3 separate regions of the Triticum aestivum genome follow, and regions 1 and 3 are each linked to region 2. A link is a contact called in public Hi-C data. All regions are on one chromosome and are shown on one strand. The core of a region is the stretch at or near the end of the contact, and the rest is flanking DNA. Distances in the headings are between cores, read along the strand shown. Region 1 holds the start of LOC123157271 (glycosyltransferase family 92 protein Os08g0121900). Region 2 holds the start of LOC123156079 (succinate dehydrogenase [ubiquinone] iron-sulfur subunit 1, mitochondrial). Region 3 holds the start of LOC123159131 (protein STICHEL-like 2).

Region 1 (4,621 bases), core at 1,407-3,906, 1.0 Mb before region 2:
TTTTTTGTCCAGAAAAAGGACAAGTCCATCTCATGTGAAGTAATTGATGATGGTCCTAAGAAGGTTTTTCCAATCCGCCAAGGCACCAACCCTAAACACGTACGACATAAGTTTGCATTGTCAAAATGTTGCCCTAGTTTAGCAAATCAAGCATGACAATTTCGCTTGCTCTCACAAGAGAAAACACAACGGAAATCATCCATTGATAAATACCTCTTTTTTTCGACAGCATCCATTGATAAATATCATGTGAAGTATGATTGCATATCTCAATTTCAAGGTATGAGATTCCTATCCAGGGTTGCCGCCCGGTATTGATAAATATCTTAGTACAATTAGAAATTATACTTTTTTTGGTAGGGACCTAAAATTGAACTAACAATATAGCAAAAGCAGATATCGCAATAATCTAAAATGTTTAATAATTTCTTTGCATGCAATCCTAAAAAAAATGCATGCCATAGATAGTCATGTTTTTTCTTTGTAAAGATTCACATGTTTTTAGGTGAAGATTCACATGTTTATAGCTTAAAGTGAACCCGCACCTTTTTTTTTGCAAGAATTTACGAGCAGCGCTACATGTTGATTGGGTGATGATCCGAAAAGACCGATCGCTTCGTTGTTGGATGGAGCATATAATAGCCGTCTGATTGCCATGTGATCTTTTTTTTAACACGATTGCCATGTGAGCTTTGCTACAACTACATAGCGACTTACAAAGGAAAGGCCTCCGTAATTAGTTGGCAGGTTTTGTTTGGTTTTCATTAGGCGCACAGGCCCACCCTGAAAATTAGAGGGGGGACAATTTAGATGGTGTTTGGTTCTCTAGTCCTAGGACTTTTTCTAGTCTCTAGAACTTTTTGAAAAAGACTCTCATGGAGGTGCTTCTAAGAACTTTTAGCAAAAAGTTTCAAAAAAATCCCTCCATGTTTGGTTTGCTAGAGACTTTTTTTAGTCCCAACATAAAAAAGTCCCTGAAACCAAACACCTCCTTAGTTTTTTCATGGTACTACGTGTCTCCTTCATATCATAAAGATTATAGTATAAGTCACATAAAGACTGACATGACAAAAATGAAAAAGATAGCAGAACGTTCCTGAGCTGGACACCAACGCCTGTCACCTGCCTCTGGCACCACCACAGCAGCCACCGAAAGAAAAAAAATGACGGATCATCTCCTCAACCGAACTCGACGTGGCCCCATCACTGATATGCAGCTTTGCGGACCTCCAAGGTGGCTCGCCAAAGGCAAAGCCATTATCGTTGAACGAATCAGACCGGGGCAACACCCCGGACACGCCATCAAACTTCAGATCTGGTACCTCCACAGTTTAGTTAGGGGAGAAGGGTAATTAGGTAGGTTACGTACAAAGCTTTCGTAGGTCTAGCATCCTTGGTTAGTCTTTGTAACAAGGTTAGTGTTGCGCTCGTTCGCTGCAACAGGAGCCTTGTCGTAGCATCCCCAAACCGTTCCGTTCCTTCTGAAACAAGACCCCTGTTGCAGGAAAAAAATTGTGCTGCTGCACCCCGGTCCGACAAAGCATGGCTAGCCTTTTGCAACAAGGGTAATGTTGCCCTCGGGCCCTTTGCAATAAGAGGCTTGTTGCAATCACCCCAAAACATTTCCTTATGACACACGACCTAAAACCCCCCCTTTGTTGCTGCTAGGAAAACAGAGTCGGAGTGGCCTCCATCGACGGGGACATGTGTCTTCGTCATCGTCGCGGAGATTTATGTCGGTCGTCACCACTGCAGGAACTAGCCGCCGATGTGTGTCGTATGCATTGGTCATCGCCGCTGTGGATCCAGCCACCGCTGCAGGTCGAGGAGCTGTGTTGCAGACATTGTGGATCCAGCCGCGACCGCCTTCCTTACCCTAGCCACTCTGCAACAGACTAACTGACTGTTGTGCTTGAAAGGTTTGCAACAAGGATGGTGTTGCAAAACTCGTTTTGGGTCGGGGTTGTTGCGGGTCGTCGGATCAGATTCTGATTTGGGGTCCCGAGGCGGTCGACCCGCGCAAAGTCATCAATCAGGCGATTGTGCGCGCAACGTCATCAATCAACTGAGCGGTCTTCTTCTCTCACCTCAATAAATTATACTCCCTCCGTTCCTAAATACTTGTCTTTCTAGGCATTTCAACAAGTAACTACATACGAAGCAAAATAAATGAATCTATACTCTAAAATATGTCTACATACATCCGTATGTAGTAGTCATTTAAAATGTCTAGAAAGACAAATATTTAGGAACGGAGGGAGTATATTTTATTCTCCTCCAAGAAATTCACGAATGAACACGGCATGGCATATGTGGTGAGCACCCATGAAACAACAAAAGGAAACTCTTTGTCCAAACAAAAAACAAAAGGAAATTCCGAAATGAACATATAGGACAGGATACCATCCTCCATGTGCACCCCAATAATTGCTGTTCCACCACGCCAAAACACCACCTCGTCTCACCGACTGACCGCGTGGACCCACACATCATGTTCATTCCCCTCCAGAGCTAAACGCACCTGTCTCCCAATTGGCCGGACGCGCCGTGCCGTTACCCCCGAACCCACCTGTCAGTGAGGGGTCCTGCCCCTCACAGTCTGGAACGCTCCGCGTGCCACCGACGTCCGGGCCCATCTGGCCCACACGTCGGTTCCGTGCGCGCGGGTATAAACCCCACCGCTGCTGCTGCGGCGACGACTTCCTTCCCACCTCGCCGCAAACCACCGCTTCGGTTTCTGCGGCCACCACCTCCGCACACCCCCGGCTATCGCGGCATCGAGGGAGGGTGCTTGCCGTCGCGCCGCCGACGCGTAGCGCGGTGTGAATGAATGGTGCGGCCTCTTGGCCTTCTCGTGGATCTGAGCTGTTCCTGCCGGGGTGGTGAGGAGTAGACGGACGGACGGACGGACGGACGGACCGACGGGAGGTTCCCGAAATGGCGGTTTCGGCCAAGGAGCGCAAGCTGAGCAGGCTCGGCAGTGGTAAGGCGGCAAACGGAGGAGGAGGAGGAGGCGGGAGCTTCGGCGCGAGGGGTGGTCACCGGTCGCCTGCGGCGGGGGGACGGCGGCGGCTGTTCGCGGTGTTCTTCGCGTTCCTCTGCGCCGGCGCGGTCGTCTTCGGCGGGGTGCACGCCATTGGAGGTGAGCCGCTTCCCCTGCCCCTGGAATCTGGAGCCCGCGTGGGCCAAATCGGTTTGGGATTAGGTAGGATAGTAGAATTATTTATTTTCTCACGGGAATCTCGTGGCAGAGGGTGGTGGGATCATTTCAAATGATTTTGACAGAAAGAACACACAAAAAGAACATTTTTTACATGCGAAATTTTGTTTGGGTTCGATGTTCATCGTCTGGATGGTGAAAAATGGAAGTTGGACTGTTTCTCGCGAGGTTGCCGTTAGATCTGATTGGAGTCCTACCATTCACGGGAAAAATTGCAGTTCTTATCACTCGACTCTTGCCTCGATTATAGCAGCTTGCCGTTTCTGAATTGTAACGCTAGCCATCCAGTCAGTCACATGCTGCTACCTTTTGACTGATTGATCCCAGAATAGAACGCAAATGCCTCACGTCGTCACATGAAGAATTTAGGCACGCTAAATCCGTTTGGCTATTTCTTCCTGTGATTGCTAATTGATCTCGTCTTCTTGTGATGGATGCAGCGTCCTTCCGGCCGGTGCTCTTGACGGCCTGGCCGTCGGCGACCCTGAACGCCCTCTCCTCGGAGCGCCGGGTGCAGCAAGCTGGAGGCAACGGTGCCGGCACCATTTCACCGTCTGTCCAAATCCGGCATGCTGTCGCTCTGCCGGACCATCTTCTCGTAATCCTCGGTGACGGATCATTGCTGCCAGCTCCCGGGCACTTCGAGTGCCTGTACTCCACTGCCAACTCAACGCAGCTGCGTCGTCGTCCCCTCTCAGTTGCTGCCTTGCCAGATGGACCAAGCCTCGTCCATTGCCCTGCCGGACCGTCTGGGATGGCTGTGTCCCTGTCGCTGTCCCAGTCACCTCCGGTGACACCATTCCAATGGGATCAGCTCGTGTACACCGCACTTCTTGACAGCCGGGACAACTCCACCGTTGTGTTTGCCAAAGGGATGAACCTCCGTCCAGGCCGTCTCGGTGTGCCATCACGGTATGAGTGTGTCTTTGGCCGGGACCTGTCAAAGCCGAAGCTCGTTGTCACCTCCCCTGTGGTTTCTGCTGCACAAGAGACATTCCGGTGTGTGACACCTGTCCGCATTCGCCGGTACCTCAGGATGACAGCTGATGGAAACATCAACAGAAACAGTGATGGCAAGCCTATGCTGGTCTCCATCAGGACTAAGGGCCGGGGGAGCTCTACACTCCCCTCAATCGCGCAACCAGAGCCACTTCCAAGGTATAACCGGCATCGGCATACAAGACATCGGCAGCAGAAGGCACACTCAATGTGTGTGTGCACCATGCTGCGCAACCAAGCACGGTTCTTGCGGGAATGGATCATGTACCACTCCCATATCGGAGTGCAACGGTGGTTCATCTATGACAACAACAGTGATGATGGCATCGAGGAAGTCCTCGGTTCCATGGATCCATCCGCATACAATGCAACACGCCACTTGTGGCCTTGGATGAAATCTCA
Region 2 (4,744 bases), core at 1,447-3,946:
TCGTTGACTTTGACACTCTTACTTATCGAAAGGACTACGATTGATCCCCTATACTTGTGGGTCATCAGCCAGCGTACCGCTTCCGGCCTTAAGTGAGTCACTCACGGGTGGGGGGCACCCGTCAGGTTTTCTTTTAAAATGTCGGCCCGATGGTTCTCCAGCGATAGGAGGGCTTAGGGCCTCGAGTGGGTTGGCCCACGGGGACGACAGCTCTCCAATGATCATTCTCATACCCGTGGCTTCTACGGAGGCGGTCGGGCGGTGTCGCTTTCTTCTGCGCGGGCGACGATGGTCTTCGGGCGAGGATGAACTCCAGTGAAGACGCTCTAATTGGGTTGGCTAAGGGTGTGGGTGAGGTCAGTAGGTTGTGGTGAATCTACTGGCAGTGAAGGCTGGGCTTGAGGAGCCGTGGGTGGGGCTGCCGATGGCGAGGTTCGAGCGGCCGAGCTCAGTCTGATTGGCTGGCTAGAGGCTGCGGCGGCAAGTATTAGAGAGCGTGTGGTATGTAAGGGAGAGGAGTGGAGGTAGTGTGAGGTGTTTGGAGGGCTCAGGTGCCCTTTTATAGGCCGGGAGGGGTTGTAGGGGCCATGGCGTCGCCGTGTTCGGTGGTGACGGCCAGCTAGGTCTGCGCCGGCCTATGACTAGCTTGGCCGGGACTCGGGCTGGTCCAAGGGGTCAAAGGGAAGGAGCCAGACCTCCTTTGTGCCGGCTTACGCTCCGCGACATTGCTAAGGTCATGGTCGAATAGTGGCCGAAGCCACGACCACGCTCAGGGGAGGGGCCTGACCGGAGTGACGTTAGCTGGACGCAGGATGCGGTTCGAGCGTGCGAGGGTAGGGCTGCGCGTGGCGTTGGTGGCCGGGGACACGATGTAGGACTGAACATTTGAAAAATCTTAATCAAGCAGTTGATTTTTTTGTTAAATAAGCATAAAGATCTTAATCAAGCAGTTGAAAAAATGATAAACAAGTATTTAAAAACTGTTAAGCAAGCATCTGGAAATTGTTAAATGGGTGTAGAAAATTTTGATTATGTATTAAAAAATTATCAGACTTGTATTTTAAAAAGATATTAATCAAGCATTTGAAAATGTAAAAATGTGTATAGAAAATTATTTGACCACCTATTCAGAAAATGTTAATCTTGTATCTGAAAATTATTAATCAAGCATTTGAAAAAAACTTTAAAATGTGTATACAAAAAATGTTGACCATGTAATAAAAAAGTTAACCTGGCATTTAAAAAATATTAAATGTGTATAAAGAAAATGTTCCTCATGTATACTAAAAATATACAATGTGTGTGGAAAAAGTTGATCATGTATTGATTAAATGTTAATAAAGCATTTAAAATTTTAAAAATGTATTTGAAAAATGTTAGTCAAGCATTTGAATTTTCCTAATGTGTACAGAGAAAATGTTGACCTTGTCTCAAATAAATGTAAATCTTGTGTTTTGCATAATGTTAATCAAACATTGAAAATGTCAAAATGTGTATAGAAAAATGTTGACCATGTATTCTAAAAATGGTAATTTTGTATTTAAAAAATGTTAATCAAGCATTTGAAAATCTTAAAAATGTTGACCATGTATGAAAAAAAAAATGAAACATGTATTTGAAGAATATTAAACATGTGTTAAAAAATATTCTTGACATGTAAGGAAAATATATGACAAAAACGAAAAGAAACAAAGAAAAAACATGAAAACCCCAAAAGAAACAAAATAACCAAAGAAAAAAAGAAAACCGAGGAAAGAAGTGCAAAAAGAATGGAAGACAGTCAAAACCGATACAAAAGCATAGAAAAACAGAAAAACAATGAAAACCGTTGGAAACTAGGAAAGAAACAAAAATCCAAAGAAAAAATGGAGGAAAGGAGAAAGAAAAAATGGAGAAAACCGTTGTGTACGAACGACTTAATTTATTCATTCTATTTTACATTCAAAATTATCTCTCCGTACACAAATATTAGATGTTTTGAATATTTTAATATAAACTACATGTAAATTGAAATTAGTGAACAAGCACATTAAAAATGCCAGAACGTCTTACATTTATGAACGAAGTATGTTGTTAACTACTACCTATGTCCTGGTTTATTGATCCCCATTGTAATCTGTGTCAAATTTTAACCATAAATTTAACTAATAAAATGTTTTTGCATGTCACCATAAATTATATCACTAAAAACTATGTTTAAATACGAATCCAATGATATAATTTTGTTGACTGCGCTAATATTTTGTCAGTTAAATATTTGATCAAAATTTAGCACAAATTTTAAAGGGACTAATAAACCAGAAACTCAGGAAGGAGATAGTACAATAGTATAAAGGTAGTTTCAGTTTCCTAGACTATTCTCAAATTCTGACATTGAAGACCGGTATGACAACAGCGTCAAAACTGAAATAGAAGACCTGAAAAACGAGAGGAGGAAAAAGCTACACAAATCCCATAAAGCTTGGCGCTACGCTGAAGTCATTTTCCCTAGCCAACTTCCCTTTGTCATCTTGCAAACGGCCCAGAGCTTGTCCACATCTCCACCCTCCCCATCCACAAGAAGGCCCAACCCAAGCTTTCAGGAGCCCCACCTGTCAGTAACCCATCTCAACCCTAGAACCGCCATTCCTTTACCTCCAACTTGACCCCACACGTCATCCACCCATCTACGCCCGAATATATATATACCCAGCTGGGCCTAAGCCCACCACGAGCCCCTTCCCCTCTCCAACCTCCCAAAAATAAAGGAGAAAAGAGAGAGAGAGAGAAACGCGAAACCCCAAATCGATGGCCGCCGCCGCCCTCCTCCGCCGCTCGCCGGCGGCGCGCGCTCTCCTTTCGCCGGCCCTCTCCTCCCGCCTCGTCGCCTCCAAGCCCCACTCCTCATCCCCCGCGCCGCCGCCCCCCTCATCGAAGCCAGCCAGCACCAAGACCTTCTCGATCTACCGCTGGGACCCGGACTCCCCGTCGACCAAGCCCCACCTCAAGGACTACAAGGTGGACCTCTCCGACTGCGGCCCCATGGTGCTCGACGCGCTCCTCAAGATCAAGAACGAGCAGGACCCGTCCCTCACCTTCCGCCGGAGCTGCCGCGAGGGCATCTGCGGCAGCTGCGCCATGAACATCGACGGCGACAACGGGCTGGCCTGCCTCACCAAGATCTCCTCGGAGGCGGCCGGGGCCTCCACGATCTCGCCGCTCCCCCACATGTTCGTCGTCAAGGACCTCGTCGTCGACATGACCAACTTCTACAACCAGTACAAGAGCGTGGAGCCGTGGCTCAAGCGCAAGGACCCGCCGGCGGCTGGAGGGAAGGAGATCTACCAGTCCAAGGCCGACCGCGCCAAGCTCGATGGCATGTACGAGTGCATCCTCTGCGCCTGCTGCTCCACATCCTGCCCGTCCTACTGGTGGAACCCAGAGGAGTATCTCGGCCCCGCCGCGCTGCTCCATGCCAACAGGTATACCCGCACCTTCCTCGTAGGCTCTTGATATCGTGAATTGTGATGATATGCTGAGTATGTTGCGTCTGTCTGCTGGATCTACTCGATTACTGAATGACATGTGATTGATCGGTTGGTGTGTCATGCTGTGAATTGGTTGTGCGATGATACGTAGGGTGGTTTTTATCTCGCTTAGGTAGTTGGGTGTGCAACTAAGTGCGTTTATTTATCTAGGAGAATGATTCGCTGGTCTGTTGTGAAGCTGAATTATTTGGTCCATTTTTTTTTGGAAATGGAGGCGTACCCCCGGCCTCTGCATCATAATGATGCATGCAGCCATCTTATTAAAAAGTTTCGAAGTAGCACAAAGTCATAAAGATTACAGCTCGCAAGCGGAGCAAAACAAAGAAAATGAAGACCATCTGTTACTGCCTGCTGAGCTGTGTAGATGACCATCGTTTGGTGGATAGTGTGAAATGCCCATTTGCTTCAAGATTGCCTTTACATTTTAGGGCTTAAGTGATTGTTTGTATATTTTTTTGGGTCCATTTATGCAAAGGATCATCTGTTACTTTTTTGCTAGCCCCCTGGCGAAGCGGTGTAGATGTTGTTTGGTGGATAGAGTGAAATGCCCATTTGGTTGAAGATTGCCTATACACATTAGGGCATCAGTGATTGTTTGTATATTTTTTGGGTCGATTCATGCAATGATCATCTGTTACTTTTTTGCTAGCCCCCCGGCGAAGCGGTGTAGATGATCATTTGGTGGATAGTGTGAAATTTCTGTTTGGTGACTGCTTCTATTCTCTTTTATCTGGTCTTTGGCTGATTGATTTGGAAGTTGATGCCGCTGCTGGAAATAATCATTAGTCTGTAGTTTTTGTAGTATGCTTCTTCACGACATTCTTGATGACATCGAAAGTACTAGTTTAGCTCCCCCCCCCCCCTAGTAGCCTGATTCTTGATGAGGCCTTGATTCGGAAGTTACTTTTATTTGTGGTGGCCTCTGTTTCAGTAGAGATCATTCTAGTTTCCCCTTTACCAGCAAATTATGGTTATGTTCTACCAAAATTAAAATGATAATTGTCTAATATATTTAATGCCTTTTTGCTGTAAGCTTTAGGATGTTGTTAAGTCCATGACACGTTCGCCCGTTCACCCTTTTTAGGCTTCCGGATTGGGGGACGCTAATGAAACCGAAACCCAGCATGCTTCCGCTGTGGGGGACGCTAATGAAACCAAAACCCAGCATGTTCATGCACGTCCAAGCTCGAGGATACCATGGGGTCTCAGTCTCAGAG
Region 3 (4,452 bases), core at 661-3,160, 520 kb before region 2:
GCAAATCTTGCTCAACCGGCGGACAATATCTGCATCATCTATCTTGCAAAACCTATAGCTCTGGCACCATCCAGCGGAGTTGCTTGGTAGTTTATCGATGTCGGATGTTATCATGACAAATATTGAGCTTGCAGGGATCCCTTCAAGGCTACTGTAGATGGAGTACCATCCCTCCTTATCCATATGTTGGCAATCATCTACAATAAGTACCTTGAAGTGCGAAGAAGCAGGAATTTCACAGGCATTCCTGAGCAAGACAGCAACTCTAGATTTGCAATCCAGTTTGGAAGCATCAACCTCTACCACACTGTTGCTGTTTCCTGAGAATATGGCCACGCATTCCTCGCAGTGCCCACAAGGTTGGTTCCCACCTGGAGAGAGGCAATTCAGCGCCGCTGCAAATACCCTAGCCGCGGATGTCTTGCCAATGCCGTGCGGGCCGTGGAGGAGATAGATTGGAGCAAGCTTTCCTTGAGAAACAGCGTTTGAAAGAGACTGTGCAACAACATTCTGTCCAGCCAGCTCAGAGAAAGACTTTGGCCGGTACTTCTGGAGCAAGCTTCTTGCGCCTTCCTGGGGCTCACTCCGGCCGAGCTCTTCCCCTTCAATCACCAGAGAGAAAGCCCTGTCCTTGGCAGCTCTCGACATCCCGGGGATCGCAGAGCAGCAGTTCTGGTTATGAAGCGCCGCCTTCACCCGCGCGTTGGCCTTGATTATGTTGATCGGAGAGTTGGCGAGGCGGCCGCCAAACTCCTCCCTCCTCCTCTGGACATGATCATACATGTTGTAGCTGAAGCTGTGCCTGCCGTAATTGCTTGCCTCCACGTCATCTTCCTCGAGGGAACACCCCTCCCAGATGGTCTTCTTGGCCGAGAACTTGGCCAGCGAGTTGGTGTCTGGGTCCCTCAGAGATCTGGACCTCATGACAGCGACCAGAGCCCTCGAAATCGGGATATCAACCGAATGCCTCCTCCCCTCAATCATCTTGCAAAGCTTCCGCAGGCTGATAAGACTGCAGACAGCTGAATCCTGCAATGCTGACGAGTCTTTAGGAACAATGTTGACTTGTGACAAGGAAAGCACATGCATTGCACGCTAACACGAAATTTTGAAACATGAAGCAGATTCCCCATCTAAAATTTCCATCTATTTTTAGATATTTGGTAACAGGAAATGCAGGCCGTGGACCGCGATTTTTCAGGAAACAGACTCCCTCCCGCTGCGATTTACCCTAACAGCATTTACCGCGCAGACAATCAATCTTGGGAGCAGAAAAGGATAGAAATTGGGTGTACGGTTTTGAGCAAATCAATCTTGCACTGGTAAAAAAAAAGAGAGAGAGAACTCGCAAAGAAGAAGAAACAAAATCGTAAATGCAGAACGCATCTGAGAAGAGAAAACAAGAGGAGAGAAAAAACAACCTGGGAATTGAGGTTCTTGGAAGAAAAACCTGGCAGCGGGGGGATTTAAAAAAGGGAGACGGGAGCGCAATTCCCCATAGAGGAATGCACCTCAAAGAAGGAAAAGAAAACGAAGAATCAGAGCATCTCGGCGACACGCGAACCGAACAACCAGAAGGAAACCAAGCAGGAACAGAAGAGGGAAGGTCGGGATTCGAACCGAAAGAAAGCTTACCCTACGTCCCTACCACCGCGAAGCCGGCCACCGCCACCGCCGCCGCCGACGAGGAGAGGAAAACCGGCACAGCCTTTAGGCACCGCCACCGCCACGCTCCAGTTCGCTCCCGGTATTTACCACCACCGCCGCCGCCACCGCATTAATAACGCGAGCGAAGCGGAGGGAGGCGGGGTGGAGGGGCCGCAGGAGCAAGAAGAAGACGAGGGGCAGCGCAGTGGCAGGGCGCGTAAATTCGCCCGAAGTCGACGGATGGTTAGCCCCGCGAGGCCTGGGTGGAGACTGGAGTAGAGGAAATCGGAGGCCGGCCGCGCCTCGGGCTGCGTGCCATCGCTCATCGGTGGCTTTACAGCCGTAGATTGGTGTGAACAGCAGGGGCATGCTCGTCTTTTACCGAGAGGATTGCGCGGCTCCGTCACGGCCGAATCATAACGGACGGGGCAGTGGCCGTGCGCCGAGTCCATGACAGGTTGGACCCGGGCCCACGCGTCGGCGACCGAGGGGCGCGTGAGGATGGCGTCAGATTTACTGTTGCTGATGGCGGGGGCGGGGGCTCGTGACCCCACCGCTTCTCTGTGCTCTGCTCGTCCTTTGCTCATCCTTTACTGCCAGAATAACTCTGTTTCGCCCAAAAGCAAAATTTGGCTTTCCTGGCGTGGCCTCGTTTTTGTTTCCTGCGTAAATTGCACATCAAACGGCAATCACAGTACCGTTTGAAACGCCGGGTTTCCTTATTTGTTTGACAGCACGCAATTGCCCTTGTACCCCTGTTTTTGTCCAACTGCACGCACGCTCGCTCGCACGGATGGTTGCCGAATCCGGAGTACAATTCTGAAGATTTGTGGAGATCAATCAAGAGGAAATTATGTGTTTCAGACGGACATGTATATTATGATGGCACAAGATCGTCTTTTCCCATCCGAGGGCATCTCATCATCGTCTGATTTTTTTGTTTTTGTAGGAGTAGTTGATTTGTTTATCATCTGATTTGGAGCCTACCCATGTTATGGAATTGTGATGGTTGCACTGTTCTCTGTTTTGTATGCAATGCAGCACCCACCTTGAGCATTTGTTTCTTGTGCCAGGAGATGGAGGGTGGAATGGATGTCTGGGACCTTCTTTTTCTCTAGAGCACATGTTCGCGGTATTATTTATCTCTCTCTTCTTTTAACGGGGATACGACACAGGGGGGCCAAGGTTAGTTAGGTGCGGCGATGTGTTTACTCGTTTTCTAATCACCATTTCATTACTACTGCTAGTGATTAGGCAACGAAGGCAGGGCGCTGGTGATGAGCTAGTAGTCTCGACTCTGCTCGCTGCGCTGCTGAAACAAATGTTGGCTTTAATCATGAGATTAGCCCGCCATTTAAGATATGATCGCATCATCGTGCCCGAATCTACAGGGTAAGCACTCCCAAATCAGACAGTTCCTCGTGCTTATCTTTTTCTTTGAAAAATAATACTATGAAGTTTAGCCGGCCTGTGTTCTTAATCATGCTAGATCAGTACAGTAGGCTCCTGTGATTAAAAACAGGAGCCTGGCTAGCCTAACAGCGACGGTGTGCGTAGCTATCCGTGAAAAGGTCCCACTTTTGGTTTGACCCTTGGTTTGGCTTCCATACAACCTATGGTCTAGGAGCAAACAGTGCTGAGCACGACACTAACATCTTGTGATACTGCATGCTCCTTCACCTCGATATAGGCACTTTCTTATGGGTACTAGTAATTCATTTGAGTATTAAGCTAGTAGATAAAATGAATCAGCTTGACAAAGTATAATCGACAAAGTGCGGCGCTTCTACAGTGGGAATTGCTGGACTGGGCTGGGATGGAATCCCATGCATGCAATTCCGCTACGGACACATGCCAGCAAAAGCTGGAAAAGAATCCTCTATCTTTCTCCCATCTCCATGCTCCATGCCACCTCTCTCTCCCATTTTCCCTCTACCATCTTGTTTGTGAAGAAGATGCACATGCACGCGCTGTGAAAGTCTGCAGTACAGAGAGAAGGGGGCCGTGTGTCGCGCTGTGTGTGGACTGTTGGAGCAGACAGGACAACAAGTGTTCCATCCATCCATCTGTCCACGACACGGCAAATGGCAAGGGTAAAATCCACCTTTCTTCAAGACACAAGAGAACCCCTCTTTACTGAACTGGATCGACTGCTTTGTATAGCAATGCTGCGGCTACAGTGGAAGATCTCCATGGAGGCAGCAGACGCAAGATTTTGTCAGGGCGTAAACGCGCCATCAATGGAGTACTTTCCTGTCATTTGTAGGAGGACACCGGTCCTTGTTCTGAATCTCCGGGGAGAAATTTATGGACGGGGGTAGACTTGAGGTTCAGAATCACATGGACCACTCCACCTCCAGTTTTAAACAACTAAATCGGCCAGCCACGTTTCTGTGAAGAGGAAAGTGTATTTTTCACTGTAAACCCGTTTTTGATGAATCTGTTAAATTATGATCTAAATTCTAGTATCGTGTTGGACTAGACGTAGTACAAACGGTGTGGGCCTTTGCGTTGACGTCGACGCGTACGAGTACAACTCGTTTACTTGTCCTCCAAGGACTCTCATGTATTGCCCTCTTATATACCCCATGTAGTCGCACCTCAGACGACCTGTCGTCTCGTGCTTGTAATACTCCTCCATTATAGTGATTGCGCCTTCGTGCGTCCGTGCTTTTCTCCCGCAAGGGTTTTCACGTAAAAATCCGTGTCTCTTTGTCTTGTTATTATTTAACAGTGGTATACAGAGCTAAGGTTCATATACGAGATTTGAGACGAGGACATTAGGGTTCTGTCGTGCGCGCCACC

Evidence for each region. A called contact is a pair of places that touch in the nucleus more often than the background predicts.
Region 1: a Hi-C map of leaf shows a contact between it and region 2, with 4 times the contacts expected there. The contact joins the promoter of LOC123157271 here to the promoter of LOC123156079 in region 2. A contact is called at or near these places in 2 of 5 Hi-C or Micro-C datasets (both in leaf).
Region 3: a Hi-C map of leaf shows a contact between it and region 2, with 4 times the contacts expected there. The contact joins the promoter of LOC123159131 here to the promoter of LOC123156079 in region 2. A contact is called at or near these places in 3 of 5 Hi-C or Micro-C datasets (all in leaf) and 1 of 1 datasets of contacts at active chromatin or transcription factors (leaf).

Annotation. Positions count from the first base shown.
Region 1 is chr7B:398,082,754-398,087,374 of IWGSC CS RefSeq v2.1, forward strand. It overlaps LOC123157271 (glycosyltransferase family 92 protein Os08g0121900), which reads left to right and starts at 2,657. Exons shown (of 2, transcript XM_044575528.1): 1 at 2,657-3,142; 2 at 3,661-4,621. The coding sequence starts at 2,938.
Region 2 is chr7B:399,081,114-399,085,857 of IWGSC CS RefSeq v2.1, forward strand. LOC123156079 (succinate dehydrogenase [ubiquinone] iron-sulfur subunit 1, mitochondrial) reads left to right here and starts at 2,697. Exons shown (of 2, transcript XM_044574241.1): 1 at 2,697-3,461. The coding sequence starts at 2,788.
Region 3 is chr7B:398,556,979-398,561,430 of IWGSC CS RefSeq v2.1, forward strand. LOC123159131 (protein STICHEL-like 2) reads right to left here and starts at 1,911. Exons shown (of 6, transcript XM_044576956.1): 1 at 1,636-1,911; 2 at 1-1,029. The coding sequence starts at 984.